Regions from separate parts of the Mus musculus genome. Here regions 1, 3 and 4 are each linked to region 2. Evidence: chromatin contacts called from public promoter capture Hi-C data. All regions are on one chromosome and are shown on one strand. The core of a region is the stretch at or near the end of the contact, and the rest is flanking DNA. Distances in the headings are between cores, read along the strand shown. Region 1 has its middle 51 kb from the start of Ccn3. Region 2 holds the start of Taf2 (TATA-box binding protein associated factor 2). Region 3 holds the start of Mal2 (mal, T cell differentiation protein 2). Region 4 holds the start of Ccn3 (cellular communication network factor 3).

The links. Promoter capture Hi-C pulls out the DNA fragments that hold promoters and counts their contacts.
Region 1: a contact with region 2 is called in a promoter capture Hi-C map of second pharyngeal arch cranial neural crest, with 2.9 times the contacts expected there. The contact joins the enhancer-like site here to the promoter of Taf2 in region 2. A contact is called at or near these places in 9 of 39 promoter capture datasets (the 3T3-L1 cell line, cranial neural crest, frontonasal cranial neural crest and 4 more), 1 of 15 datasets of contacts at CTCF or cohesin (the NIH/3T3 cell line), 6 of 484 Hi-C or Micro-C datasets (the AML12 cell line, embryonic stem cells, nephron progenitors and 2 more) and 1 of 115 datasets of contacts at active chromatin or transcription factors (bone marrow-derived dendritic cells).
Region 3: a promoter capture Hi-C map of liver shows a contact between it and region 2, with 2.6 times the contacts expected there. The contact joins the promoter of Mal2 here to the promoter of Taf2 in region 2. A contact is called at or near these places in 2 of 39 promoter capture datasets (both in liver).
Region 4: a contact with region 2 is called in a promoter capture Hi-C map of the SN4741 cell line, with 2.5 times the contacts expected there. The contact joins the promoter of Ccn3 here to the promoter of Taf2 in region 2. A contact is called at or near these places in 3 of 39 promoter capture datasets (the SN4741 cell line, cranial neural crest and embryonic stem cells) and 1 of 484 Hi-C or Micro-C datasets (embryonic stem cells).

The regions. Positions count from the first base shown.
Region 1 is chr15:54,794,933-54,798,112 of GRCm38.p6, forward strand. No RefSeq gene overlaps it. Among named protein-coding and RNA genes, the nearest start is that of Ccn3, 51 kb to the left of the region's middle. Within about 2 kb of position 1,274, at least 5 of the 459 cell types and tissues checked have an H3K27ac peak or open chromatin away from gene starts, as enhancers often do. A contact at or near this core is called in second pharyngeal arch cranial neural crest, where this site is marked.
Region 2 is chr15:55,070,611-55,073,975 of GRCm38.p6, forward strand. It overlaps Taf2 (TATA-box binding protein associated factor 2), which reads right to left and starts at 1,542. Exons shown (of 26, transcript NM_001081288.1): 1 at 1,237-1,542; 2 at 783-837. The coding sequence starts at 1,319.
Region 3 is chr15:54,569,460-54,572,838 of GRCm38.p6, forward strand. It overlaps Mal2 (mal, T cell differentiation protein 2), which reads left to right and starts at 1,907. Exons shown (of 4, transcript NM_178920.4): 1 at 1,907-2,178. The coding sequence starts at 2,050.
Region 4 is chr15:54,744,065-54,747,212 of GRCm38.p6, forward strand. Ccn3 (cellular communication network factor 3) reads left to right here and starts at 1,846. Exons shown (of 5, transcript NM_010930.5): 1 at 1,846-1,973; 2 at 2,108-2,333. The coding sequence starts at 1,908.

The DNA of each region.
Region 1 (3,180 bases), core at 24-2,523, 280 kb before region 2:
TCCGAGAACCCCTATTTCTTCAAGGTTTACTTGTCTTTCTTGCAAAGGCTAACAAGGAAGTGGCTCCAGATTACAATATTTTTAAAACTGTGGTTAAAAACATGTAACATCTAATCTCTCGTTTAAAATGTATAAATGTGCAGTGTAATGTTGTTAGCTAGCATCGCAATTTTGTGTGGCACCCCTCTGGAGCGTTTTCACCATGCATTGCTGCAGTTAGCAATTCCTCTCGCCTCCTCCCTTCAGTCTCTGGCACTCATCGTTCTATTTTCTGTTTCAACAAGTATCTAATTGTATGTACTTCATATGAGTGGAGACAACCTAAACATCTACTGATGAATAAATGTATAAATAAAATGTGATTCTGCATACAGCAGGCTAATAGTTACCCATAAACAGAAGTCGACTACATTCCACAAAATGAATGCTGAGGTCTACAGTCTGACTATGTCCCCCAAAGTTCACAAGCTGATGCTTACTGGTGGTGGTGTGATAACACTCAGGGGTGGATTTTTTGAAGAAAATTAAATCCAAAAGGCCAAAAGCTCAGAGATTCAGAAACGGGGCTTTGATTGAAGGATATGAAGGATACGGTCACTCTCTTCTACTTGTCTGGCATATTAGATCACAGCGTTTGTCTTCTTTCTTGCTTTCACCACATGAGGATAGAGCAAGAGTTGCCACCCTATAGGTAGAATGCAGCTCTTCCACTATGAATCTACAACTTCTTTTAATTTTGATTCCCTAGCCTCCAAACTCTGAAAAAATAATTTTTGTTCTTTATAGTTTATCCAGGCTAAGTTATTTTGTTATAGCAACACAAACTAAGTCTTTACACTAAGTCAAAGAATTAGGTTTCATTCATAGAACAGCCAGGCTTCCCTGAATGTGAAAATATCCATTAAAGGTCCTATTCATCACTGAATATTTGTGATATGGAAGATACTTGGAACTTTTGAACACATACCTGACAGATTGATAAAACTGTCCCTACTGAAGTGCCTACCATCAGACTCCATATACATATAGCCTACCACCAGACTCCAATGTGTGTGTGTGTGTGTGTGTGTGTGTGTGTGTTGCCTGAATGCTGACAATCTTTGTATAACTCTTATCTCCCTCCCATTACTGTGATAAAACACTCAGACAAAGGCAAGTTAAGAGAGAATGTGTTCATCTTAGTTCAAGGAACAGCCAACACAGTGGAGAAGTCAAGGCAGCAGAGCTTGAAGAAGCTGATCATACCACATCTGCTGTAAGGAAGCAGAGAGGGATAAATACATGTATGTATTTACTGTGTTCAGCTCAATTTCCCATTTCATACATTACAAAAGTCCCTGCCCAGGAAATGGTCCTGACCTCAATTAAAATGAATCATCCCATATCAATTAACACAATCAAAATAATCCCTTGCAGACATTCTGGAAGGCTAACTTTGATCTAGGTAACCCCTCACAGGTGTGCCTTGAGACCCATCTCACCGGTAATTCTAGATGCTTGCCAGTTAATGATTAATGCCAACCATCACACCCTCCATAAGGGATTCCTTATTGACTGTCCACAACAACTACTCTAAATCTTTCCCACATGCCACGCTCCCGTGACCGCTTCCTCCACCATCTGCACTCTGCTTTTAGTCAGCTTGTTCTCTCCTTTGAAGCTATCTGTTGAGAACAACCTTGCATGTAATTATTCAAGATTATGCCTCCCAGTCCCCAGCTACTCTCCAGAGTTTTGTGCTGACAAAAGAAACAAAACAAAACAAAACAAAAAACCCAAAAACTTTTCCAGTCATACTGTCATGATTAAGTGCACACTTTTCCTACTAAATGTTTGGAGCATATTCAAACCACATGGAACGGATTTTAAAACCCAGTGTTTTATCACAGAAGTCTTTATTTCCCTCTGAGTTTACCAGCCTTCAAAACATGCTTTATAAGAAACTGGGGCGGGGGGGGGGGGGGTGAAGGAAAGATCAATGAACTACGTATACCTGTGTCAGTCTGCAGATATTTGCTTCTAAAAGACTATCAATTTCAATGTCGATCTACAGGATGAATAAATTCAATTGACTTTTTAAAAAAATATTTAATTTTAATTCATTTTAAGTTCCTGTACAAAATGTGAAATACAAAGTCTATTCTCTCTCATACCTTCTGCCCTTTCTTTCCTCTCCCTCTTATTATTAGTATCATTAGTAGCCTCTGCACACCCACACAGATCTTCTATTTGATCCATATATGCATACACTATTTTATTCATCTACCTAAAACTCTAGAAAGCACGAATAAGAAAAAAAAAACACTATACCTGTCTTTCTGACACTGTCCTAGTTCATTTGGTATGATGACATCCAGTTACATCCATCATTCCACAAATGCCATGATGTCATTATTATTCCTTTTGACAGAGGAGGCTTCTCTGAGTTTCAGGAGTGGCCTCACGAAGTGCTAAGCTTCACAAAGATAAGTAGCATCCAGGATCCCAAGGAAAGATGTGAGTCTCCAACATCAGAAAATCAGTTTATTTCCTGGACCCAGTACCCAGAGTCTTCACTTTCTTATTGGTGTTTGTTGGGGAAAGTGAAGATCAATTTAAGAAGCACATGTGCAATTGTTTGGTGCCTTTACTGTCTTAATCCAAGAGAATATGCACTCTATTTGTGCTAGAATCTTTGTGGTGTAGTTATACAAAACATCTTGAAAGAAATAAAATGACCTATAAATGCTACGTTGTTTCATTGAATTATTCTTGTTAATATGTATTTTAAGCTATTTTCTTTCTAGATGCCATTCTTTAAATGATGTCACCATGCTAATATTGACCTTTGTAAGTCATTCTACAACATAGCCTTGATTTTCTATAAAGCTAATAACCTACCTCATCCAATCCTCGATCTCTGGGTGATGGCCTCTCTTTCCTTCCAGATGCTCTTAGTAAGGGAGAAGTAAGAACAAGAAGTTAACAGACAGGGAGCGAAGTTGTGTTTGTAGCTCAAGACTTTCTCATAAGCTATAGGGCAGTGGGAGCTGCTCTCCTCTGTCAGAGCTACCCTCAAGATTAGGGAGGGCTCTTCTCCAGTTTAGCTGATCCTTTCTTCTGATGTGGCTGCTCTCCTCCCACTTCTAGTTTGAGCCTAAGTTAATGGAGTCTTCTACCACCTTCATGACATCTGATCAG
Region 2 (3,365 bases), core at 292-2,791:
GGCCAGAGCAAGCAGGATGGGGGGGGGGGAAGAGCTGGGACTTAAATCTTATCTGTGTCAAGAGATTACAGTGAAGAATCAATGGGTTAATATACATATCCCTTAAGGAATGTCTTATAGCCGGGCAGTGGTAGTGCATGCTTTAATCCCAGCACTTGGGAGGCAGAGACAGGCGGATTTCTGAGTTCAAGGCCAGCCTGGTCTACAGAGTGAGTTCTAGGACAGCCAGGGCTATACAGAGAAACCCTGTCTTGAAAAACAAAAAACAAAACAACAACAACAACAAAAAAGGAATGTCTTATAGACAAGAGCAATTCAACTAACACAGTATAATTCTATCAATCACGTTGACTCTAATAATGCTAAGCTTCACTGAGAGGTATCATGAGTTTCCTATACTGCTGAAGTAAAAACTTAAATTACAAATACTCCCTAATGTTTTCACGTTCTATCCCCAAATAGCAATGTGTGACAAATATTCCAAATGACACTCCATAAATGAACAGCTGAATCTAAGACTGCTATGACTACAGGCTGTCCTGTCTAATGCACAATGTGAAGGTGTTTGACTATAAAGACTTCCTATTGCACAATATACTTAGCATATTTGAACATTTTAATCAGGAAATGGGAAAAGGTGGGGAGAACAGAGAACAGCATGTATAGCAAACTAGACTTGAATTCTTATGTCTTATTCTGGGGCACCATATAATCTGGAAGACTATAGAATCCCCCCCAAGAACTGTGAAAGGCTGACTTATGATGACCGGGAGTGATCTTACCACAACTGATTTTCGCTGGAAGTTTATGTTGTTGATACAGACGACCTGATGGGTTGTATATATAAAAAAAAAGAAAGAAACGACTATTATTATATGAAAGCATAAATCTAAGTACGAATAGGGACTATATACTGAGCCGCTCAAAAACCACACAGTAGTTTGTCTTCGAATTCTACAAAATGAGTAACCTGCTTATTTTAAATCGAGCAACAGCCATGAAAAGGTTTGTCTTGACAAAAAAATATAGCGGTACTTTAAGAAAGGTTTATGAGCCCGTGGGCGGGGAAGGAGTATGCTGAACAATTATTCAAAACCGTTTCACCCTACAAACATCATGTCCCCTGGAGTGGGCTCTAATTTCCCACTAGTTTCCCGGACTCATCAAGTCACTCACAGAATCAATGAAAACAAAATCAGAGCAGGGCGAGAAACGGAGTAGGGGAAAGGTACTTATAATTTGTACGGCCGTGGGCTTTCGAAGCCCTTGTCTCCTTTCTTCCTGTTCATCCTGGAGGACTCTAAGCCGGTGGGCGGCATGAAGAGCTCCTGCGGGGCTCGCCTTTCAGGCTGCACGGGGCGCTGCAGCGCATTCCCGGTAGCGGCCCGTGCACCCGGAGCGCCTAGCCACCCGTCCTCCGCCTCCTGTCCCCTCCCCGACCACTCTCAGCCGCCTCCGCCCGGCCCCTGTCACACAGATGAGCCGCGCTACAGGAGCTCTAAGCGGCCGCCGCCGCCTGCGGACATCTTGCCGGTCACCTCTGACCGGTGACGTCAGAGGAAGTGGCGCGGCCGCGGAGGCAGAACCCGGAAGTCTTGTCCGGGCGTGAGTGGGCGGGGTTTGCACGATAAGTTTGGGATTTCTCGTCTGGCTTTTCTCCTTTGTCTCAAAACTATTTCTAAAATTAAGAGAGCAGAGGGAAGATTTACTGGGTGAGAAAAGGAAGATGGGGAAGGAAGGAAGGGACGTTAAGTGTTAGGCGAATCGTGCTTGTGGAAGACAAGAAGGGATGGAAGGGGCGAGGGACTAGGACCTAGTAATGGTCCCGAAACCATTGCTGTCAAGAACAAACTCACCCATTTGGACCTTGTGGTTTAAACTCCAAATGTGTAATCAGACCGCAGGGAACTCTCAAGCCAGAAGTCCCATGGCCTCCGTATTTGTCTTATGAATTAACAGATTTTCTTTTTGACATTTTTGAAGCTGTGGATTTTCTATTCTTGAGGGTTAAAGATGCAAACCAATGTCCGTTAATTCCGTTAGAGTATTGTCCATTAACATTTTCCCACCTGCACAGATTTCACTCCACCTATCTTTTTTACTCCTGACAAGGTCGTTAGCTGACTTTAAATTAATTTGAACTTTTCGTCTAAACAAAACCAATTAGGAAAATAAAGCCATAACTTTATTAAACCTTCCAAAACTAGACTTCGTTTTTCCCAATGAACATTTATTTATTAAACCCACACAAAGTAAAGGCAGAGCTCATAAATGGCTTACACAATCTTTATGCAGGACCACTTCCTCAAGCGTTCTCATTTGCTGGGACCATCGTCAGACTTATAATTTTTTACAATTCCCTCAAGGTAGCAGTAGGCTTGTTCCAAGTTGCAATCTTCTCAGAAATGCAGGTGAATGAAGTGCAGTGATAATCATACCCAGTGGAAACTGTTGTTTTAAAGATAGACTGGGGGGGCTGGTGAGATACCTCAGTGGTTAAGAGCACCGACAGCTCTTCCAAAGGTCCTGAGTTCAAACCCCAGCAACCACATGGTGGCTCACAACCATCCATAACAAAATCTGATGCTCTCTTCTGGAGTGTCTGAAGACAGCTACAGTGTACTTACATATAATAAATAAATAAATAGATAGATAAATAAATAAATATTTAAAAAAAAAAAAAAGAGGGCTGGAGAGATGGCTCAGCGGTTAAGAGCACTGACTGCTCTTCCGAAGGTCCTGAGTTCAAATCCCAGCAACCACATGGTGGCTCACAACCATCTGTAATGAGATCTGATGCCCTCTTCTAGGGTGTCTGAAGACAGCTACAGTGTACTTACATATAATAATAAATAAATCTTTAAGCAGGAGTGAGCAGGGCCAAGCTGAAGTGAGAGAGGTCAACCAGAGCGAACAGAGGTCCTAAATTCAAATTCCCAGCAACCACATGACAGCTCACAACCATCAATACAGCTACAGTGTATTCATATACATAAAAAATAAATAATAAATAAACTTTAAAAAAAAAGATAGACTGGGGAAAACTTGCTTTTTTTTTTTCCACGGAGGTGCCAATCTGCTAAAAATCTTTGCTCAGGAAGCTGGAAAGTAACATAACCATCTGTGGTCTCACTGGCTTCTTCTAGAAAGGTGGATGCGACTGTCTCAACATCACTACAGGACACAAAAGTCCATATAAATATAGATACACACACGTATGGTTGACAGGCCTGTGGTCTGGTTGAATCGCTGTTGGGGTCAATCCTTAGGCCAGTGGCTCTCAATTTGTGCATCATGACCTTTTGAGGGGTCAAAAGACTCTTTTGACAGGGTCCCGTAGTAAAATGTACAGATGTGCACATCAG
Region 3 (3,379 bases), core at 657-3,156, 500 kb before region 2:
AGGATGACACTATTAAGAACTCAGAGCTGATTTTGTGGAGAAAGAAATAATCATGGAAGGAACGGATGCTAGAGTTGCCATCATGGAGATGAAATTGGGATCATCAAGAAAAACAATACTGATATAGATAGTGATCATGGAAAGGGAGTCCATTCCAGAAAGAGCATTAGTTATGGAGCAGATTTGCTATTCTGTAGGAGAGAGGTACATAACAGTCTCTCATTCTCCTGACTTTGGGAAACCAAAGTAGGTAGGGGTGGGTACAAAAGCAGTTATGGCAAAGTAGGTGCTGGAAAGGGTGTAGTCACTGTGTTCTTTTTGGTGACACCTTTAAAATATACACAGGTGAAGTTTTAGGTCGTTAATGGATCCACAAATTCCAAGGTCATTCCAAGTTCACTCACCACAACACTTTGGTACCTTGTATGTAGTTACTGGGCATTTCCATAACAAATTCTCGGGAGTGGCCTCACCTTTGAAGATCCTTTAAGGGCTGCCTAGGCAGAAAATAAAATATAAAGATCTCTTGCCAATCAGGATCTGGACACAGAAAAGTTCATCGATTGAACAAAGCAATACAGAGAAGTTGAGGTTTCCTACTAGATAGCCAGCACACACGAACTGCCAGAAACTGGTGACTAACAGGTGGTGGTGTCAGGAAGCCCAAACAAGGTTTCATCCACACCCTCCTTTGTGGCTTTTACTGTAGTGCCACCACCACACCTAAGAGTTTCGATTATTAAAATAATGAAGACATAGGGTAAAACCTGCTGACAACCCATGCAGGGAACAACTCACAGTTCAAGAGCTAAACTTAATAGATCAGAACAAGACTCAATTTGTAGAATGTCCGATACTCGAATAGGTTTGTGTGTCCGTGTACATGTGTGCACGCATGCATATGTGTATAGTAGACACACATTTACATATCCACATACTTGATTGCTGTTCTTGTTGCTTGACAGGTTCTTTCTAGGTATCCCAAGCTATTCTATTACCAGCTTTGCAGTCTATGCTGACTTCAAACTCAGGGCAATCCACACTCTGTGAAGTACTATGATTCCGGGCGTGTATCCCCATGCCTGGGTCAGGTTTTACCAACGTGGTCTACATATGTGCTGATCTGTGGAACTTATCTTTAGATGATCTCTGAGAAATGTCCCTTTGTTCATTCCACTTTCAGAACATTGACAGCAAAACCAATAAAATGGGAATGCAAGGGGGGGAAACTGGGGCTTGGGATTCATATGTAGTAGTGTCCTGTTCTGTTTTAATAATTGTTAAGTCTTTAAAAGCAGTAGCAAAGAATACCTTTCTGAAAATGGAATAAAAAGTGTCTGTGTGGAAACGTAATGAAGCTAACATTTTGTGTATGATTATTGACGTCAAAACTGGAAAAAATAGCTACCATCCTATAAGCTACATCGCTTCCTGTACACCTAACTCTTCTGCCCATCATTGGTGGACATCCTCGTACGGATTTCTGAGACCAGAACAGAAATGACTCAAGGCCTTCCTCCAGGGTCCCACTGCCAACGACTCCAATGTGCTACATGACCCTGAAAATCCCCCTAGAATCGCCTTTAAAACAGGCATCCCATTTTCCAGGTGTGCCTGGCAACTTGGTGTTTTCCTTCTGAGTCACAGCCTCTGTCTTCCTACCCAACTGGGGAAAGTGGGTGAGGACCAGCGGGGAGACTTGAGTGGGATGGGCAGGTGGGAACCAGCAGACAGTTAGTGCAGGAGCAGCAAGTGATCTGAAGATCCAGGAGGGCTGCAGAGCTGGCGCTGAGGCTGGGGCGCACCACACCTGTGCTGGTGACCCTGACTGTCGCTAGGGCGGAGGCGCGCTCACCTGTGCCCACGTGACGGGGCGGGCCTCTGTCGGCAGAGGGCCCGTGGCCACACCCTTTCCGCGAGCAGCACGCCTGAACCCCACGGATCGGATCGGCGGCGGCGGCGGCGGCGGCGGCCAAGCCCGGGAGGCGGCGGCGGGACGCGGGAGGCGGTGGCGGCGGTGGCGGTGCGCGGAGACGTAGCAGCGGCAGCATGTCGGCCGGCGGAGCAGTCCCGCCGCCCCCGAACCCTGCCGTGTCCTTCCCGGCGCCCCGGGTCACCCTGCCCGCTGGCCCCGACATCCTAAGGACGTACTCCGGAGCTTTCGTCTGTCTGGAGATTGTAAGTGGGGCAGCTTAGGTGAAGATCGAGTCCCGGGAGCATGGACAGGCAGCATCCTTGCCCCCAGCCCGGGGTTGGTCCCTCTGAATACCCCTCCCTCAGCCTTCATCCTCTAGAAGTGGCCTTTTACTGGAGTCAGTCTCGGGGTCCTCTCCACTTAGGACCCGGGCCTCTTGCCTGGCACCTGTTACGCGGACACCTGCTCGCCGGCCTGGAATGGAAATGTGCCCTAGAGACCGATCAGGCTAGGGGCCCATGATTAGGGACTTGGGCAGGAGCCCTCTCCTGTTGGATCTCGGGGACTCTGGGCTTTGGATAGGAGCTGCGTTTGACTAGAGGAGGAACCAGCGTTCTCGGCCTTTCCCGTTGCCAACCTGCCATTTTGTTGGGTGGTGCAAAGGTGAACTGATGACTGGGTGGCCAGGAAGCTGTTAGGATGTGGAAAGCCTGGACGGGAGGCGCCAGGGAAAGGAAGAGGAGGCTGAAGCCTGGGTATGGTTTTCACCAGACTCACCCTTGCCATAGCCAGTGCCCTTTGGATTGAGAAAGAACAGGGCAGGGAGAAAGGTGAGGTTGTAGGTGCAGCAGGCAGTGTGTAATCAAGTGGGTGTGAAAATGGAGGGGCAAAGTGGAAGTGGGGCAGTCAGCCTCAGCTCTTGCCTTTGCACCTCCTGTCCTTTTCTAAGTTTACCTGAGAATTCCAAACCACCTCAGAACACTTTGCTCCGCCCAAAGTCAAGTTGATGCCACAAGCCTGCCCTGCCACCTTGTTGAACTAGACACTTGAACTTAGCGAAAGGAATGCTGTGGAGTTGGGAGTTTTTGAAGCTCCTTGTGGACAAGGGGGAAATGTGCAAATAGAAATTGGGCAACTGGGGTTGCGTCATGCTGGGAGAATGTCAAATAGAAAGACATGTCAGCAAAGCGGTGTCATTCCTGTCGGCTGGTTCTGTTTGCTCTGTTTAGGGTTTTCATGTCAACCCTCATCCACTCCTGCGAGTTTGCATAACCTGGATCTAGGTCACTCGGGGTTCCCTTTTGTGCTGCTGAGCTGAAAACCTTGTGGGCATTGGTTTTCTGCCCCATTATGCTTAGGTAGCCAAGCCACCTTGGGTTTAGCTCAGATTTGAATCTGAAAGAAGAGACCCAAGTGAATGAGTCACAGGCAGTGGCACCTGAGATCAGATAGTGAGTGTGACAC
Region 4 (3,148 bases), core at 596-3,095, 330 kb before region 2:
GGTCAAGAATCAGCGATTTTGGGAGACGTGCGCTCTCATTGTCTCGGATGTGCAGCTGGATGGAAGCATGGCAGAGCCAGGTGATACATGAGCCCCACTAACCTGATGGACGCCTCCAATCAGATGTGCAAATTAGCTCCCCTACCTCTGCCTAAACTTTGCATGCTTCTCATCCAGAGTGTGCCAAACAAAAGCAGAATTGTCACCATTGTGGGAATGCATCTGAGCAGTTCTGAGCTCTAAAAGAATAGCCATAAAGGAGGTAGAAGTGACTGTGCCATCTTGGAGTATTAGAGGGACAGCCCGGGCTCCCTATGCACTCTGCCATTGGTTTCCCTCCTGCTGAAGGTCAGTAATGCAAGGGCAATTTGTTTCTTTGTAAAGTCTAGAGCTATACAAGCCTGTATAATCTTGCTCACCAAGTGTTTTGTTTGTTTGGTTGGTTGGTTGGTTGGTTGGTTGGTTGGTTGATTTGGTTTGGTTTGGTGATTTGAAGTAGCTATCCTCAAGAGGGCTGCGTGCGCATAGTCCCTCCCCACCAAGGGGCATAATACTGAAGTCAAGGCGAAAACATGTTTTAAATCTGTTGGTCACTTTTTTGGTTTTGTTTTGTTTTGTTTTGTTTTGTTTTGTTTTTTTAAGACAGGGTTTCTCTGTATAGCCCTGGCTGTCCTGGAACTCACTTTGTAGACCAGGCTAGCCTCGAACTCAGAAATCCATGTGTCTCTGCCTCCCAAGTGCTGTGATTAAAGGTGTGCGCCACTGCCTGCTGGTCATTTTTGAAGGGGTCAAACTTGCTCTCTATTTCTTCTGACAGAAGGGAAGCATACCTCAGCACATCACCTTTTTCTTTTGCAAATGAATGCCAGCTGGAGAGTCAAGTCAAGCAGGAAGCATCCTCTCTCAGGCTCCTGCTCCATTCATGGGGCACTGAGTGCAAGCCAGTGAGGCAGTTAGAAGCAGTTTTACATCTGATGTCATATGGCAGATGCTTCAAGACTTTTCCTCTACTAGAAAACGTCTCCCTGCTCCCGTTTTTATTTGTGTTCCATTGTTTCATGTTTATTTCTACTGAGCATGTAGAACTTGGGTTTTAAGACTTTGCAAATCTTGGCGTGATTACAATCAGAAGAATTTGGCCATTTGGCCAATAGCAGCCCCCAACTCTGATGAAGTGACTCTTTTCTGTTATTTCATTTCCCTCGTGTGTGTGTGTGTGTGTGTGTGTGTGTGTGTGTGTGTCGTGTCGTGTCCTTTCCTCCTACCCACCCCCTCAAAATATTTCAAAGAGTCCCCCAATAAAGGGTGACAAACTTGCATGTGCTTCCCTTATGACTAAACTTCTGGGCCTCTGGCCAATCCCTGCCCAGCTCATATGGCTCCAAACTTTAAGCATCCCGATCAAGAGCTCCACATTTGTAGCTCTGGTTGGAACTGTGAGGGCGGAGGGTGCTAGGAAGTAGCGGTGTCAGGGGGAAGGTGAAGCAACCACCCAGAGGAAGAGGGTGTTTCCTTCTCACGAGCTGTAGCTGGCTCGGGGTCTTGGCCTCCGGGCTCCACCCAGTCCCTCCCTGTGCTCAGGGAAAAGCCAGTCCACTCACTCACACACACACACACACACACACACACACACACACACACACACACACACAGAGGCATACTCAGGCCGGGCGCCACGCCCTAAGGAGAGCTGCCTTGGGGCCCATCACCAAGGCAACCGCGGAGCTCCTTCTATTTCCCCACCCAGCTGATTCCCCCCACCCCACCCCCTCCTCCCAGTGCAGCCAACCGGTTTTGCGTCCCTGGAGCGCACTATAAAACCTGCACGGGTGGCGCTCGCCGCTCAGCCAGACCTGGGTGAAGGGGCAGTCCCATCTCCAGCCTGTAACAGCCCTAGCAGGCAGAACATGAGCCTCTTCCTGCGAAAGCGATGCCTCTGCCTAGGCTTCCTGCTCTTCCATCTCTTAAGTCAAGTAAGTGGCGCACGCTTAAGATGCCCCCGATTACTTGGACCTCCTGGACTGCCTCTGGTCCGTCCCGGGCTCACCCTGCCTTGGTTCGCCCCTGATAACCTGAGTTCGTTTTCTTGTCTCGTCGATCTTCCTAGGTCTCTGCATCTCTGCGCTGCCCTTCTCGGTGCCCACCCAAGTGCCCCAGTATATCACCGACCTGCGCCCCCGGGGTGCGCTCGGTGCTGGACGGCTGCTCCTGCTGTCCGGTGTGCGCCCGCCAGCGCGGGGAGAGTTGTTCTGAGATGAGACCCTGTGACCAGAGCAGTGGTCTCTACTGTGACCGCAGCGCAGACCCCAACAACCAGACTGGCATTTGCATGGGTAATCCTACCTCCATTCCCACCCTGCTGTCCCCTTCTTGGCCTGACCTCTCCTCTGGCAGCTAGGTGAAACTTGGCCCTCTTTTTTTACTTTCCCAGAGAACTAAGCAAAAACATTTGTAGCAATAGTGCAGTACAGTAATTGACATGTGTGGAGAGCTTTCAATGTACCGGGTATCAGGCTGAGAGGAAACATGCACCGTGCAGGTAGGTCACTTGCCGCCTAGAGAAGGGATGAAAACAGAGTTAAGGGCCAGAGTTTGGCCAGCTCCAGGGGAACACTTGGGGTGATGGAAGTATGAGCTTACCCCCAGGTCTATAGTCCCCCTCTGCCTCCACCCCCCACCCGCAGCAGCCCAGAGAGTTTGCTTTCACACCTGTAATTGTCCTAATTGGAGCCAAAGCAACTCCTTCTCCTGGGAGGACTATGACACTCCAATCTGAGCTACAGTAAAATAAAATGCAGGCAACTCACCAACCGAGACTTATGGGAAGTAATCAATGGGAGATCAATTTCCCATCAGGTACTGTAATTAGGGTCATACCTACCACCCTTGGTAAGAGTCTGAAGCGCTCTCTGTCTCTCTCTCTCTCTCTGTCTCTCTCTCTGTCTCTCTCTCTCTCTGTCTCTCTCTCTGTCTCTCTCTCTCTCTCTGTCTCTCTCTGTCTCTCTCTGTCTCTCTCTCTGTCTCTCTCTGTCTCTCTCTCTCTCTCTCTGTCTCTCTCTCTCTGTCTCTCTCTCTCTGTCTCTCTCTCTCTCTCTCTCTCTCTCTCTCTCTCTCTCTCTCTCTCTCTCCCTCCCTCCCTTTCAGCTAG